2 separate regions of the Mus musculus genome follow, and region 1 is linked to region 2. A link is a contact called in public Micro-C data. All regions are on one chromosome and are shown on one strand. The core of a region is the stretch at or near the end of the contact, and the rest is flanking DNA. Distances in the headings are between cores, read along the strand shown. Region 1 has its middle 24 kb from the start of Gm24670. Region 2 has its middle 13 kb from the start of Gm24670.

Region 1 (6,944 bases), core at 3,370-5,869, 39 kb after region 2:
ATGTCTTTTTATTGGGGAATTGAGTCCATTGATATTAAGAGATATTAAGGAAAAGTAATTGTTGCTTCCTTTTATTTTTGTTGTTAGAGTTGGCATTCTGTTCTTGTGGCTGTCTTCTTTTTGGTTTGTTGAGGGATTACTTTCTTGCTTTTTCTAGGGCGTGATTTCCGTCCTTGTATTGCTTCTTTTCTGTTATTATCCTTTGAAGGGCTGGATTCGTGGAAAGATAATGTGTGAATTTGGTTTTGTCGTGGAATACTTTGATTTCTCCATCTATAGTATTTGAGAATTTGGCCGGGTATAGTAGCCTGGGCTGGCATTTGTGTTCTCTTAGTGTGTGTATAACATCTGTCCAGGCTCTTCTGGCTTTCATAGTCTCTGGTGAAAAATCTGGTGTAATTCTGATAGGCCTTCCTTTATATGTTACTTGACCTTTCTCCCTTACTGCTTTTAATATTCTATCTTTATTTAGTGCATTTGTTGTTCTGATTATTATGTGTCGGGAGGAATTTCTTTTCTGGTCCAGTCTATTTGGAGTTCTGTAGGCTTCTTGTATGATCATGGGCATCTCTTTCTTTATGTTTGGGAAGTTTTCTTCTATTATTTTGTTGAAGATATTAGCTGGCCCTTTAAGTTGAAAATCTTCATTCTAATCAATTCTTATTATCCGTAGGTTTGGTCTTCTCATTGTGTCCTGGATTTCCTGGATGTTTTGAGTTAGGATCCTTTTGCATTTTGTATTTTCTTTGACTGTTGTGTCGATGTTCTCTATGAAATCTTCTGCACCTGAGATTCTCTCTTCCATTTCTTGTATTCTGTTGCTGATGCTCGCATCTATGGTTCCAGATCTCTTTCCTAGGGCTTCTATCTCCAGCGTTGCCTTGCTTTGGGTTTTCTTTATTGTGTCTACTTCCCTTTTTAGTTCTAGTATGGTTTTGTTCATTTCCATCACCTGTTTGGATGTGTTTTCCTGTTTTTCTTTAAGGACTTCTACCTGTTTGGTTGTGTTTTCCTGCTTTTCTTTAAGGGCCTGTAACTCTTTAGCAGTGCTCTCCTTTAATTCTTTAAGTGACTTATGAAAGTCCTTCTTGATGTCCTCTATCATCATCATGAGAAATGTTTTTAAATCTGGGTCTAGATTTTCCATTGTGTTGGGGTGCCCAGGACTAGGTGGGGTGGGAGTGCTGCGTTCTGATGATGGTGAGTGGTCTTGATTTCTGTTTGTAGGATTCTTACGTTTGCCTTTCGCCATCTGGTAATCTCTGAAGCTAGCTGTTATAGTTGTCTCTGTTAAGAGCTTGTTCTTCAGGTGACTCTGTTAGCCTCTATAAGCAGACCTGGGAGGGTAGCTCTCTCCTTAGTTTCAGTGGGCAGAGTATTCTCTGCAGGCAAGCTCTCTTCTTGCAGGGAAGGTACCCAGATATCTGGTGTTCGAACCGGCCTCCTGGCAGACGCTGTGTTCCACTCACCAGAGGTCTTAGGATCCCGTGGGGGCCCTTGCGGGTGTCGGGCGACTCCGCTGGCAAGGTACCCCGGGGCTCGAGTGGAGTGGAAGGGGCTTGTGCCCCAGGTCAGGCCCGGGTAGTCTGCTTCCCTATTTCCCGCAGTCTCAGGTTCCTCGCGATTGGATTGGGGCAGGCGCTGAGTTCCACTCACCAGAGGTCTTAGGATCCCGTGGGGAATCCTGTGTGGGCCCTTGCAGGTGTCGGGCGACTCCCCTGGCAAGGTACCCTGGGGCTCGAGTGGAGCGGAAGGGGCTTGTGCCCCAGGTCAGGCCTGGGTAGTCTGCTTCCCTATTTTCTAGGTCAATCTTATTGAGGCACTCTCTCAGTTAAAACTCCTTCCAAAATAACTCTGGCTTGTGTCAAGCTAACAAAAACAACAACAGCAACAACAACAACAAAAAACAAAATAGAAAAACAAAACAAAACACAAAAAACAGAAAAACCTAACCAACAAACAAAAACAAAAACAACAAAAACCCAACAAAACAAAACAAAACAAAACAAAAACAAAAAACCCTAACTAGCCAGGTACCAGGTATCTCAGTTACTTGTCTTATTGCTGTGACCAAATATGTAGTGGGAAGCAACTGGGGCGGGGGGTACACTTAATTTGGTTCACAGTTTGAGGTGATATAGTCCACCATTGGCAGGGAAGACATGACAGCAGAAACTTGAGGCAACGGGTCACACTGTATCTTCAGTCAGACAGCAGAGCACGAGGAAAGCTGGTGCTTGGTTCCCTCTCTCTTATCTATTCACCCCAGGACCTCAGCCCATGGGCTGGTGCCACCCACATTTAGGGTGGGTCTTCCCTAATTAATCCAATCTAGAAACTCCCTCACAGACATGCTCAGAGGTTTGTTTCTATGATGAATATAAATCCCATTGCATTGAAAATCCAGATTAACCACCTCATTAGGCTATGCTGTTATGGCAATAACAACACAGATGAGGACAAAGGCAGAAGGGCAGACACCTATCACTGCATTCTGTAGAATCTCTGACATTTCTCACAGTGCCCAGGGTGTCCCAGGGCCCACAGCCAAGTCCAGTGAAAACACCATGCTTTTCCCATGGTTGAACTGACTAGCAGAATTGAGACATTACCATGTTTCCTAGAATTGAATTTGTAATTTCTGTAACTCCATAATCCATCAATGAATGAATAATTCATTTAAAAACACTTAGAGTCTACTAAGTGACTGGGTTAAAGAGGCAATTAAGAAGTTGTTCCTGGGCCCATCACAATGGCTCAGTGAGTATAGGCAATTTTGCCTACCCTGATGACCTAATCTTGATCTCTGGGACCCAGATGTTGGAAGAAAACAGCCTACTTCTACCACTTGCTCTCTGACTTCCAGACACACACTATGGCACCAGTATGTATGAAATCTGCACACATAAAGATAAATGTGAAAAAAAAACACCTTGATTTATTAATTGGTTCCTGCCAGGCACGGCAAAGGCATTTTCATTGTCTGAATAACTTAGATGTTATATATCACAATTGACACCTGGAGTATGGCTGCTCTGTCACCTACTACTGGACCAGGGATGTCCTGCCAGAAGTAGATACCATTGAAGGATATTGATGAATTCAGTACCAGGCAACAAACACATCAACTTAGGAAGACTTAAAGTCTCCATTCTGGAATCAGTGTGTAACTAAAGGAACCTACCACCCTAGTGATTAACACCAATCTTTGACTGATTCATTGGAGTCTTGGTAAGTAGAAGAATTCAAACAGTGTACTGAAGTGAAGAAGGGTGTCTTTAGGTCGGAAGCATAGCCAACAGGAGGCTCTCCAACTGTCTCCAGAAAATGGTGTGTTCTTGAGCTTCAGTCAGTAAATTCTCGGTTACTTATACTTTGAAAATTCTGCCTTTTGACATGAAAGGAAATTCAATTTAACATGCATCCATTGAGTATATTTTTGGGAGCTAATTTGCTAACATGCTGTATTTACAATAATGAAAACAACATTTCTAGCTTACGTTGCTCTTAGTGAACACGAACTGTTCAATAGTTATGTGCAATGCAGAGAGAGTGGATCTGTTTAATGCATGCCAAGGTTATATCTCTGTGATCTTATTGCCACCAAGTCACTGGCTATGCTGGGTAAATGCAAGGCTCAGTCAGACCTATTCTAGATCTACCCAGAAATTTGCCATTCTGTAATTTTATTTGCATTCTACACCTCCAGATCCCGCTCATAATCACAAAAGCCTGTCAGGCAGCTGACAGAACAGTGATCCATCTCCAAAATACCTCTGTCCTAGGAAGCCCCGCCCCCAGCTCGGCTTGCGGGCTTCTCGTTGCCAACATTCAAATCTCCTTAAAGCATTCTCATTCTTTGATCTCATTTTTCACCTGTCAAGATCATTTACACAAGTTCCGCTATTCTTAAACTTCTGTGGATTCCAGCAAGATGTAGCTAAAATAAAAAGTAGAAATAGCTCCCACAGGGGTTGCAACCTGGGCAATCTAAACTTATGACTGCAAACTGTACAAAGCGAGTCAGGACTCTGGAGGGCCTGAAGGTGGCAGTAGAGGACAAGCTTGTTCTCTGGTTTTGATGTTGGGAACAGCTGCCATAAGTCAATTGCTCCGGAATACAAGTTCTGTTTGTTGCATTTCCTGTTCTCTAGGTCCCTTTCCGATTCCGCCTTTGATGTTTTCCCTCTCTAATTCTCTCATCATCTAAATTGCTCTTGAGCGTTCTAGGCAGATGCCATTTCTAGTTTGCCTCCCTCCTCCCCCAAGAAATAAAAACCATGCCACCATATGACCTTTCACCTACTTAAACTTTTCTTAAATAAATAGGATCAGCAAACAAATGCATTAAAGTTCACCCTTGGTCAATTTTAAAACGAAATTCACAGAAGTTGATAAGCAAAATTAGCAAAGATGTGATCTTAGGCAATTGACAACAGACTTTTTAGCAAATGGCTATTTTAAAAATATCTTAATAACAGGGGCTTCCCAATCATCTGATTTTTTAAAATTAAGTTTTCTTGGCACACAGCCCATTGGTTTGAATCTTTTTGGACTTTAGTGGCCATCTTGAGTGCCCGGGTGGCTGACTCACGTGTGCCGATATTCTGCAGTATTGAGTAATAGAAAACCGTCAGTGGCTTTCTCCTAAGGGTCATTGCTCACTCATAACATGGTTTTTAGGAGTCAGTTCTGACAAGCGGGTCTTTCTCTGGAATGTTGTTGGTTTAGGGAAGAGGTATCAGAGAAAATGGAACCATGGTGGTAGCTTCTAAAACTCTCATTTGGAGTTAGAAAGATCACTCTGTGGTTAGGAATCCTGGCTGCTCTTCCACAGGACCAAGGTGTCATTCCCAGTATCCACATGATAGTTCACAACCGCTACAACATCAGCTCCAGGGGATCTGACACCCTCTTCTGACATCCTCGGGTACTGTACATGATGCATGATACATGTGGGCAAACACCCATGTACATACACATAAATAATTAAAGAGGAGAACTCATTCTAAGTAGCACATGCCCTTCCAGTCATGGTTCACTGGACAAGCAAGCCTCAGGGACAGTGCCAGGGAAGGAAGAGTTTGCTTCCTGTGGGATTTCTGGGAGGGTTGCGCTTCACTAGAATGGCATGGAAAAGCAAACAAACTAAAAAAGAAATGCGTTACATTGCTCTGCCTATGTGGTTCTTTTGTTTACAATCTGGCAGAATGACTAATTTTCCTCTTCTCTCATCAGTTTGTTGAACCATATGAGTCCTAACCATGAGTCCAGCTTGGGAATTCTGAAGATGAAAAGGATCCTAGAGAGAAAACATCTCTTCATCTCCCCTGTCCTACACACAGCCTCCGGCTCACTAACTACCTTGAAGGTCTCGGGATCAGTCTCACCTGTTGCTGTATCCTTGATTTCACGCACTAGGGTCCAGAGGGGAGACTCAAGCCCTGGTGGCTTCCTGGCAGGTGCTTTCAAAGTCGCTAGTGTTTGAGAGAAGAGCAAGTGAAGTTCCAGTAGGAGTCTCAATGGATCCTGCAGTGCTGGGAGGAGTCCTGAAGTTTTGATGATCCTTCAGATTGGCTGCCAGGGAGGCTGGGTGAGGAGACAGGCAGTTGAAGTGCCAAGCCAATGTTGGGGCTAAGGATAGAAAGGGTTACACCATGAAGCATTAAGCAAGATGGTTCCTACAGCTACAGATGGTCACTGGAGGAGTCAGTTCAGGGCTGTCAGGACTATCAATTTACAGAGTGGTTCTGCAGGGACTGGGTTGGGGATCTGGGCTGAGTACCCCATTATCTACAATGCTTTTCCTAATTCATGTATCCATGCAAGACTCAGGTCACCCAGATATATTCATCTGCACTCAGCTATAGACCATTCCTTTCCTTTCTCAGTCTCATGCTGGTCTCTGGTCATCATTCTCTACCAGTCTTGCTCTTGTCTTGGGTTTTACCTCCAGCAAGTCTTTGACAGCACTGAAGCCTCAAAGGCTGCCTCCCTCTGCTGTTTATGATCCAGTATGCACACATCAACTGCAATATCCTCCTCCTCCTCAGCCAAGCTCACTTATTAAAAGGTCCAACTCATCTTCCACGGTAGCCAGAAATGGCTGGAGACAGCTATGCTTGTTAAATCTCTGGATCTGGGTAAAGTCTTAGAACTTAGGCCTTCACCATAACCATTTGCTCTACTTACTTCCCAGCTCAGTGGAAACTTCTTCCATACCACTTCCTTTCCCATCCACTGCCTCCTCTTGCTTTCTGCATTGCACGTTACTGAGGAGAGGGAGGGCCACAGAAAACTTTGTCTATTTTCCCCTCTCACCAGTGTCTCTGGTGCCTGTTAGCCTTGTTCTTTCTCTGTTGTTTTACTTGAAAATTTTCATTGTAATGCATCCATTGGTAATTTTATACATAGGTAAAATGAATTCTGATCACACTGCCACTCCCCTCACCTCCTTACCTCCTTCTCACCCCTAAAACTAACCTCCCAACAAGTCTCTGTTCTCCGTCATGTCTTTTGTTTTATTTTTAACGGAACACATTGGTCATGACTGGGTGTGGATATGGAGCTATCAATCCACTGGAGAAGTCACTAAAGGCTACTTCAATGAAGATAATGAAGATAACTCTCCTTCCTAACCGACTGACAGACTCCACCCCCTTATCTATCTGCTCCTTTATGCATCACGATTATTCTCATTCTGTTAAAGCTACCAGGACACAAACTTTCTTTCCTTCTTCCAAATGTGCTCTTGGTCCCCACGCCCCTACCAGTTCACCAAGGCCTGATTCCCATGGGCAGTTTCTCTCCTACTCACCCTGTTTGCATTAGCCTAATATTCCCACAGCACTGGACACAGATGGCTATGCGTAGTTCTCTTCAGGTCTCCACAGACTTCTGATTTTCTTTCTTATTGACTGGTTCCTTTTTGTTCTCTTTTGTCC
Region 2 (7,099 bases), core at 900-3,399:
CCTGAGGACCCAGCTATACCACTCCTGGGCATATACCCAGAAGATGCTCCAACATGTAATAAGGACAAATGCTCCACTATGTTCATAGCAGCCAGAAGCTGGAAAGAATCCAGATGTCCCTCAACAGAGGAATGTATACAGAAAATGTGGTACATTTATACAATGGAGTACTACTCAGTTATTAAAAACAATGAATTTATGAAATTCGTTGGCAAATAGATGGATCTGGAGGATATCATTCTGAGTGAGGTAACCCAATCACAAAAGAATACACATGATATGCACTCACTGATAAGTGGATATTATCCCAGAAGCCCAGAAGCCCAGGAGATTAGAATACCCAAGATACAATTCACAAGCCACATGAAACTCAAGATGAAGGAAGACCAAAGTGTGGATACTTTGATCCATCTTAGAAATGGGGAACAAAACACCCATGGAAGGAGTTACAGAGACATAGTGTGGAGTAGAGACTGAAGGAAAGACCATCCAGAGACTGACTCACCTGGGGATCTATCTCATATACAATCACCAAACCCAGACACTGTTGTAGATGTCAATAAGTGCTTGTTGACAGGAGCCTGATATAGTTCTCTCCTGAGAGACTCTGCCAGTGCCTGACTAATACAGAAGTGGATGCTCATAGTCATCAATTGGACTGAGCATAGGGTTCCCAATGAAGGAGCTAGAGAAAGGACCTAAAGAGCTAAAGGGGTTTGCAACCCCATAAGAAGAACAACAATATGAACTAGCCAGGACCCCCAGAGCTCCCAGGGACTAAACCACCAACCAAAGAGCACATATGTTGGTACTTATGGCTCCAGCTGCATATGCAACAGAGGATGGCCGAGTAGGACATCAATGGGAGGAGAGACTCTTTGTCCTATGAAGGCTCTATGCCCCAGTGTTGGGGAATGCCAAGGCCAGGAGGCAGGAGTGGGTGGGTTAGTGAGCAGGGGGAACAGGGAGGGAATAAGGGGGAGGGTTTTTTTTTGGAGGGGAAACCAGGAAAGGGGATAACATTAGAAATATAAATAAAATATCCAATAAAAGAAAAAAAGAAAAAAAAGACATTAATTCATGTACCAGTGTGAACTACTTTAAATGAGATAACTGAGACATTGTGTGTGGTAGGAGGCAAGTCTTGATCTGTCTACAGTTAAGTATGGTGAGATTCAAGCTTCTGATGTGCATATCATAAAGTAGGCTTGGATATGGAGGTACTTAAATCATAAATGGAGATAGAGAAAAAGGTCTAGAATAGCTTGCTCATTCCCTGCAAAATTGTTTTTGGTTTTTGTTTGTTTTCTAGTGATAGCAACTCATTAAGTACCTGAGAGCTGGTGATTGAGAAACTGACCCTGGAGAAGCTTTTCCCTGTAGAACGAGGCTATGTTACAGACAGGTCTTAACAGGAAGAGGGATGCAAATTAGGAATGATAAAGATGACCACAGACTAAAGAACTCAGTTTTAGAATAAGGGAGTGACCTTTCTTGGTGCAGCATACTTGGCTTAAGATATAGCTTTGAGCTTTTTTTGTAGAATTAAAAATACCAATAAATACAAGTATCTTCTTTTGTTGCTCAAGTATATTACTTTTCTCACAGCTCTGACAGAGTTCTTGAAAGAAGCAACTTAAAGAAGCGTTTATTTTGCCTGGAAGCTTTAGAGGAGTTGCATAGGGGTGGGGAGAGCTTACAGCTGAGGAGGAGACCAGGGCCATGGAAAGATAAGATGGGGATGTGGGGTTTACAGCTGGGGTGGGAACCAGAGCCATGCTTTATTTAACCTATAAGGCTAACCAGTCAGCCTTTCAAAAGAGTGCCTCCAGCTGGGGACCAAGAGTTCCCAGGGACCTGTGGCGGGCATTGCGCATCCATTGTGTGACTTTTGTGCTGAGACCTGAAGAGCCTTGGACTCAGTACTGGGTTGCCATGTTTTTTTCTACTAGGAATCAACCAGGATCTCCTGAACTTTGGTTTCTTCATCATTTAAATTGGTCTAAAACAGTAATTCTCAACCAGTGTGTCATGACCTCTTTGGTAAACATCCAGTTTCAAAAATATTTACATTACAATTCATAATAGTAGGGATGCCACCACCTCCTCCCACACAGCAACCTTCTCCTCTGACTCAGCCACATAGGTTGATTCCACCAAAGCAATGGTTATGGAGATGCCTAGTCACATGCTGGTTGGGAGGGAGTTTGTGTGATAGTACTATACCCTGCTGAACCAGGCCATGGACATGCTACACAGATTTTATTGAAATAACTCTTCCTATACCCATGGGGGCTTTGATTCCAATGGGAAGCCAGCAGGTGCCATCTACGGGCAGAAGGAAATCCATAGGAAAGTGATGTCACAAAACATCACCAAACTGCCACACCAAGATCCACCATATGGATGCTCAAGCAACTCTGAATGACCGGGTGGTGGTCCAAGTGATGGGGCTACTGTCCAACAACAACCAGGCTCTGCGGAGGTTCACACAAACCTTTGTCCTTGCTCCTGAGGGCTCTGTTGCCAACAAATTCTATGTTCACAACGACAACTTCAAATAACAAGATGAGCTCTTCAGTGGCTTTGTCACAGATCCTCAAGAGGAATCCGAGGAAGACGTAGAGGAACCCAAAGAAAGACAGAAGACACCAGAGGTGGTGCCTGATTCCTGAACTTTCTATGATCAGACTGTCAGTAATGACTTGGAGGAACATTTAGAGGACCCTGCTGTGGAACTGGAACCAGAGACGGAGCCAGAACTTGTGCCCGACCGACATTGAAGAGGACAAACCTGAGGCTGCATTGGAAGAAGCTGCTCCTGAGGATGCGCAGAACAGCGCTTCTTAGGCCCTGGCAGACATGGTCCCAGCACAGGAGGACGTGAGGGCATTTTATTTTTGGCATCTGTGACTAGTAAGAACTACCTCCCAGTGGGGCTGTTCCAGTGACAGGGACACCACCTCATGTGGTCAAAGTGCCAGTATTACAGCCCCGTCCAGAATCTAAACCTGACTCTCAGATCCCACCACAAAGGCCTCAGAGAGATCAGAGAGTTCGAGAACAATGGATCAATATCCCTCCTCAGAGAGGACCCTGATCAATTTGTGAGGCTGGTAAACCAGGAGATGTGGAACTTTGAAGGATGGTGAGGCACCCTGACAGCTCATGAGGTTGACATGTGGAACTGAAGGATTTTTTCCAAAAATATGGGAACGTGATGGAGCTGCACATCAACAGTGGAGGGAAGTTACCCAATTGCGGTTTTGTTGTTTGATGGCTCTGAACCTGTTCAGAAGGTCTTTAATAATAGGCCCATCATGTTCCGAAGCGCTGCGTGCATGAATGTGGAAGAGAAGAAGTCTTGAGCTCCTACAAAAGGCGACTGCAGGGATAACTGCCTTCGGGACCTAAAGCCCCCCATGGTGTGCCGAGTGGTGGGATGAGAGGCCCCTGTGGAGGCATGATGCAGAAACCAGACTTAGGCATGGGCAGGGGGATTATAACCCCAAGTCAGTGTGAATTGCTTGGCTCAGATCTACACACAGCACACAGCCCCGGCTCCTGCAAAATGGCTAATTCCTTCAACCAGCCTTTGGTGTCTCAGAGTAGTCCACTATAAACTGCTTTTGTACAATTTTCATTTCGTTTGTGTTCATGGTGTGTGCGTCCCAACCTCCTTTCCTCCCTTGACCTTGTAGTCGTTCATTCCCAGTTTTCTGGAATGATACTTTAGGAGGAATAGATATGTAAAGAAGAGGAGGAAAGACTGACATTCCTGCTCATGGTGCATACAGACTGGAGACTCACCTCCATTCCCCAGAGCGAGTCTCACAGACAATGGATGTTTCATTTGTTGGGAGACACAGGATTTGATAAACATTTTGGAAGCAGGAAAAATCAAGTCATGACTCCTTTCTGGTGTGGAAAAATTGCCTGCTAGTGTGGCTAACTGAATAAAAGGTGTTTACAGGAAAAAAGTGGCAAAATTACTGTTATGGTGTAGCACCAAAAATAATTTGATGGTTGGCAGTCACCACAACACAAGGAACTGCATCAAAGGGTGGTAGCATTAGGAAGGCTGAGGACCCCTGGTCTAAAGGGTTTCTCAGTTCTGCCATGCTTTTCCTGCTTTCTGCCACTCTCTCATGCCATCAAGGGGAAGCCTTACCCCTGATGCCGACGGCTCCCTGCACCTGGGTAGTCATTCAGCCCATGCAAGATTAGTACATTCGGAGTCAGGGGTGCTAACATCTAAATTTAAAATATCATATGTGTAATTTATTCCACAGAGTCCCAGAGGAGCAGAAAATGTAGCTGGTTCTCAGAGTGATAAAATAAATATGCCAAGGAACTGAGATGAAGGAGGAAGAGAAATTCCCGAGAGAGTTTTGCTTCTTGGCAGTGGCCCCTTTCTAGGCCCAGCTGTATGCAGTATATATTCTTATGCAGTCTACATTCTTGCCCGAATTGGTTGGTCCTGCCTGAGGTTTAGACTTTGGTTCTTGCTTGATGGTGATCCTGGCCATACATAGCCTCATCTGATTCCACTGAAGTCCAATGATGGCACTTCTTCTGCAGTGAGACTGCATCATGTCACCCATCCATCCCTCAGGAGAGAGCTCTGGAGGCTCTACACTGGCTCCTTCTGCCACAGGTGAGCTCCAGTTAGGCCTAAGATTCAAGAGTGACCTTGTGGATCCAAACTCCGTAGTGAACTGTGGTAACTAGCAAGTTCTGGAGAGATGATTTTCCTTAGCTCTCTGTAGCTGGTCTTCTGATACTTTGTGGGTTCCTTTTTTCTTTTTCCTCCCTTCATGCCCATAACTATAGATAGGAGAGAAAAAAGATAGAGGGGAAAGGGGGTGACATTACTTTTAGGTTGATTCCTGCTTATTAGGGGCGTCAAGTTCCTTGGGGCAAGTTTGATCTTCTCCACCAGCCTATCTAATTTCTTCTTTTGTCCAACTTCTTCTTAACTTCTTAAAAAACTGATCAGCAGCAACCAACCAACCAACAACCAACCAACCAACAGCCCACCCACCTCTCAGGGCTCTATCATTAATATACCTTCTAAAACGTCCCCAGAATTCCAAATGTCACACAGTTGCAGAAAATACCTGTGTGTGAGGCAAAACCATGCCTCTGCACAAGGCAACTCATATCAGATGCTGTGCACACTCTGAAGCAGCCCTGTACTCCACACCTGGGATTAAAATGGAAACATATTCTTATAATATTTCTTTTTTTTTTTGTTTTTTTTTGTTGTTGTTGTTTGTTTTTGTTTTTCGAGACAGGATTTCTCTGTATAGCCCTGGCTGTCCTAGAACTCACTCTGTAGACCAGGCTGGCCTCGAACTCAGGAATCTGCCTGTCTCTGCCTCCTGAGTGCTGGGATTAAAGGCGTGTACCACCATGCCTGGCTCATTTCTGTGTTTTTTAAAAGAGACTAAAATTCCAAAATTGTCACTACAGCTCTCTAGATCCATCTATCCAGAATCTAGAAGCAAGCTAAAATGTATTGCTACTTGAAAGGGGGTTTTTGTTAAGTGAAAAACAACTTGCAAAAGTACATATTTTCTCCTTTCAGGCTGGGGTGGTTTTCTTTTGGTTTGAAATACAGTTCTCTCTCCATGTTGGCAGGTTTCACATCTAAATATTCAACTAGCTAAAAATGTTAAAGTCAACCTGTGGAGAATAGAAAGAGAGCTCAGTGGTTAGGAGTACTCGTTGCTCTCTCAGAGGACTCGGGAATTCTTAGCACCCACCTAGTGACTCACAGACATCCCTGCATCCCTAACCCCTAGTTCCAGGGGAGCTAATTCCTTCTCCTGCACTCTGTTGACACCATGCATGCATTTGGTATACATAAATATATACACGCAAAGTATTCATACACAAAATAAATTGTAAAAATGAAATTGCATTACTAGACTATGAAGATCCATTTCCTTGTCATAATTCTCTAAACCAGCCAGGCTACAACTGGTTAAATAAAATTTATATTACATTGGGTGTTATAAGTTATCTAGAAATGCTATATATATATATATATATATATATATAAAACCCAAGGACCTGACCATTAATTTTTTTATTTAACTTTTTATTTAATTTTTGTTTGTATAGGTTCATGTGGGAGTGAAATTATACATTTGTGTGAAGGTCAATGTTACACTTTGCTTTGATAAGTGCTGGGATTTGAAATCAGTTCTTCCTGCTGGAACAGCAAGCACTTTCCCCACTGAGCCATCTTTCCCACCCCGTTGTGAATTTTGATAGTCTCTGAGTCTGGAAACCAATCTCCCACGGAAATTAAGGGATGACTGTACCTCTTATTAAAAAGTTCCTTGCCGCGATTTGTGCTAAAGACACTTTAAAGTGTAAGCTTTGTTTGAAAAATGAATTATGCTAATTAAAATGAATAATTAACGTTAAAATAGTGGTTGGGTAAAAACAATTGGAGTCAGAACATAATTGGGTTACCCAATGTTTACTCTTGGTTTCTTTAATTCCCTAAATTAGATGAATGGAACAAAGAAACTGTCAATCTTTTTTGGGTACCCAATTCAATCTTCTGTATTTCTTGCTATATTAACATTGACATAAATAACTGCATTTCCTTTTGATATACTCTTTGTACCATTGGCTCTTCTGTATTTCCTGGTCTGATTAAAGCTTGTGACACCCGTGCGCTTCTCAGTGGATATATCAAAACCCATTCATGTCAATCTGCCCTCTTAGTCTGCGTGTGTTTGCTGATTCTGCACACTTGAGTCATTCAGGTTTATTTCAAGAGATTGTATTTTGAAGATAAGGCATTAAATGACATTTTCTTATTCCACTAAAATAGCTAAGGCATGTTAAGCCTCTGGGGTTCCTTTCAGGCTAAATTAAGAATGTCTAGAAAAATGACTTTTTCCTTCTTGCTATTGAGAACGAATTGAATATGAACTTTCAGGATAAAATGGATTAGTTTCAGAAATGCAATGTGGCCATTCCTTGTACTGGTTTGCAAAACATGCCCACGGGTCAATTCAGTAGGAATCCAGTCTGAGTCTTGAAGCATGACTTTCCTGCACTCAAAGGCCTAGCTGCT

The links. A called contact is a pair of places that touch in the nucleus more often than the background predicts.
Region 1: a contact with region 2 is called in a Micro-C map of the HL-1 cell line, with 2.4 times the contacts expected there. The contact joins two enhancer-like sites. A contact is called at or near these places in 2 of 39 promoter capture datasets (liver and stem cell-derived epiblast-like cells), 2 of 15 datasets of contacts at CTCF or cohesin (large pre-B cells and pro-B cells), 41 of 484 Hi-C or Micro-C datasets (the AML12 cell line, B cells, the C10 cell line and 25 more) and 5 of 115 datasets of contacts at active chromatin or transcription factors (the NIH/3T3 cell line, astrocytes, bone marrow-derived macrophages and 2 more).

The regions. Positions count from the first base shown.
Region 1 is chr2:19,711,987-19,718,930 of GRCm38.p6, forward strand. No RefSeq gene overlaps it. Among named protein-coding and RNA genes, the nearest start is that of Gm24670, 24 kb to the left of the region's middle. Within about 2 kb of position 4,620, at least 28 of the 459 cell types and tissues checked have an H3K27ac peak or open chromatin away from gene starts, as enhancers often do. A contact at or near this core is called in the HL-1 cell line, where this site is marked.
Region 2 is chr2:19,675,087-19,682,185 of GRCm38.p6, forward strand. It overlaps the pseudogene Gm13347. Among named protein-coding and RNA genes, the nearest start is that of Gm24670, 13 kb to the right of the region's middle. Within about 2 kb of position 2,150, at least 3 of the 459 cell types and tissues checked have an H3K27ac peak or open chromatin away from gene starts, as enhancers often do. A contact at or near this core is called in the HL-1 cell line, where this site is marked.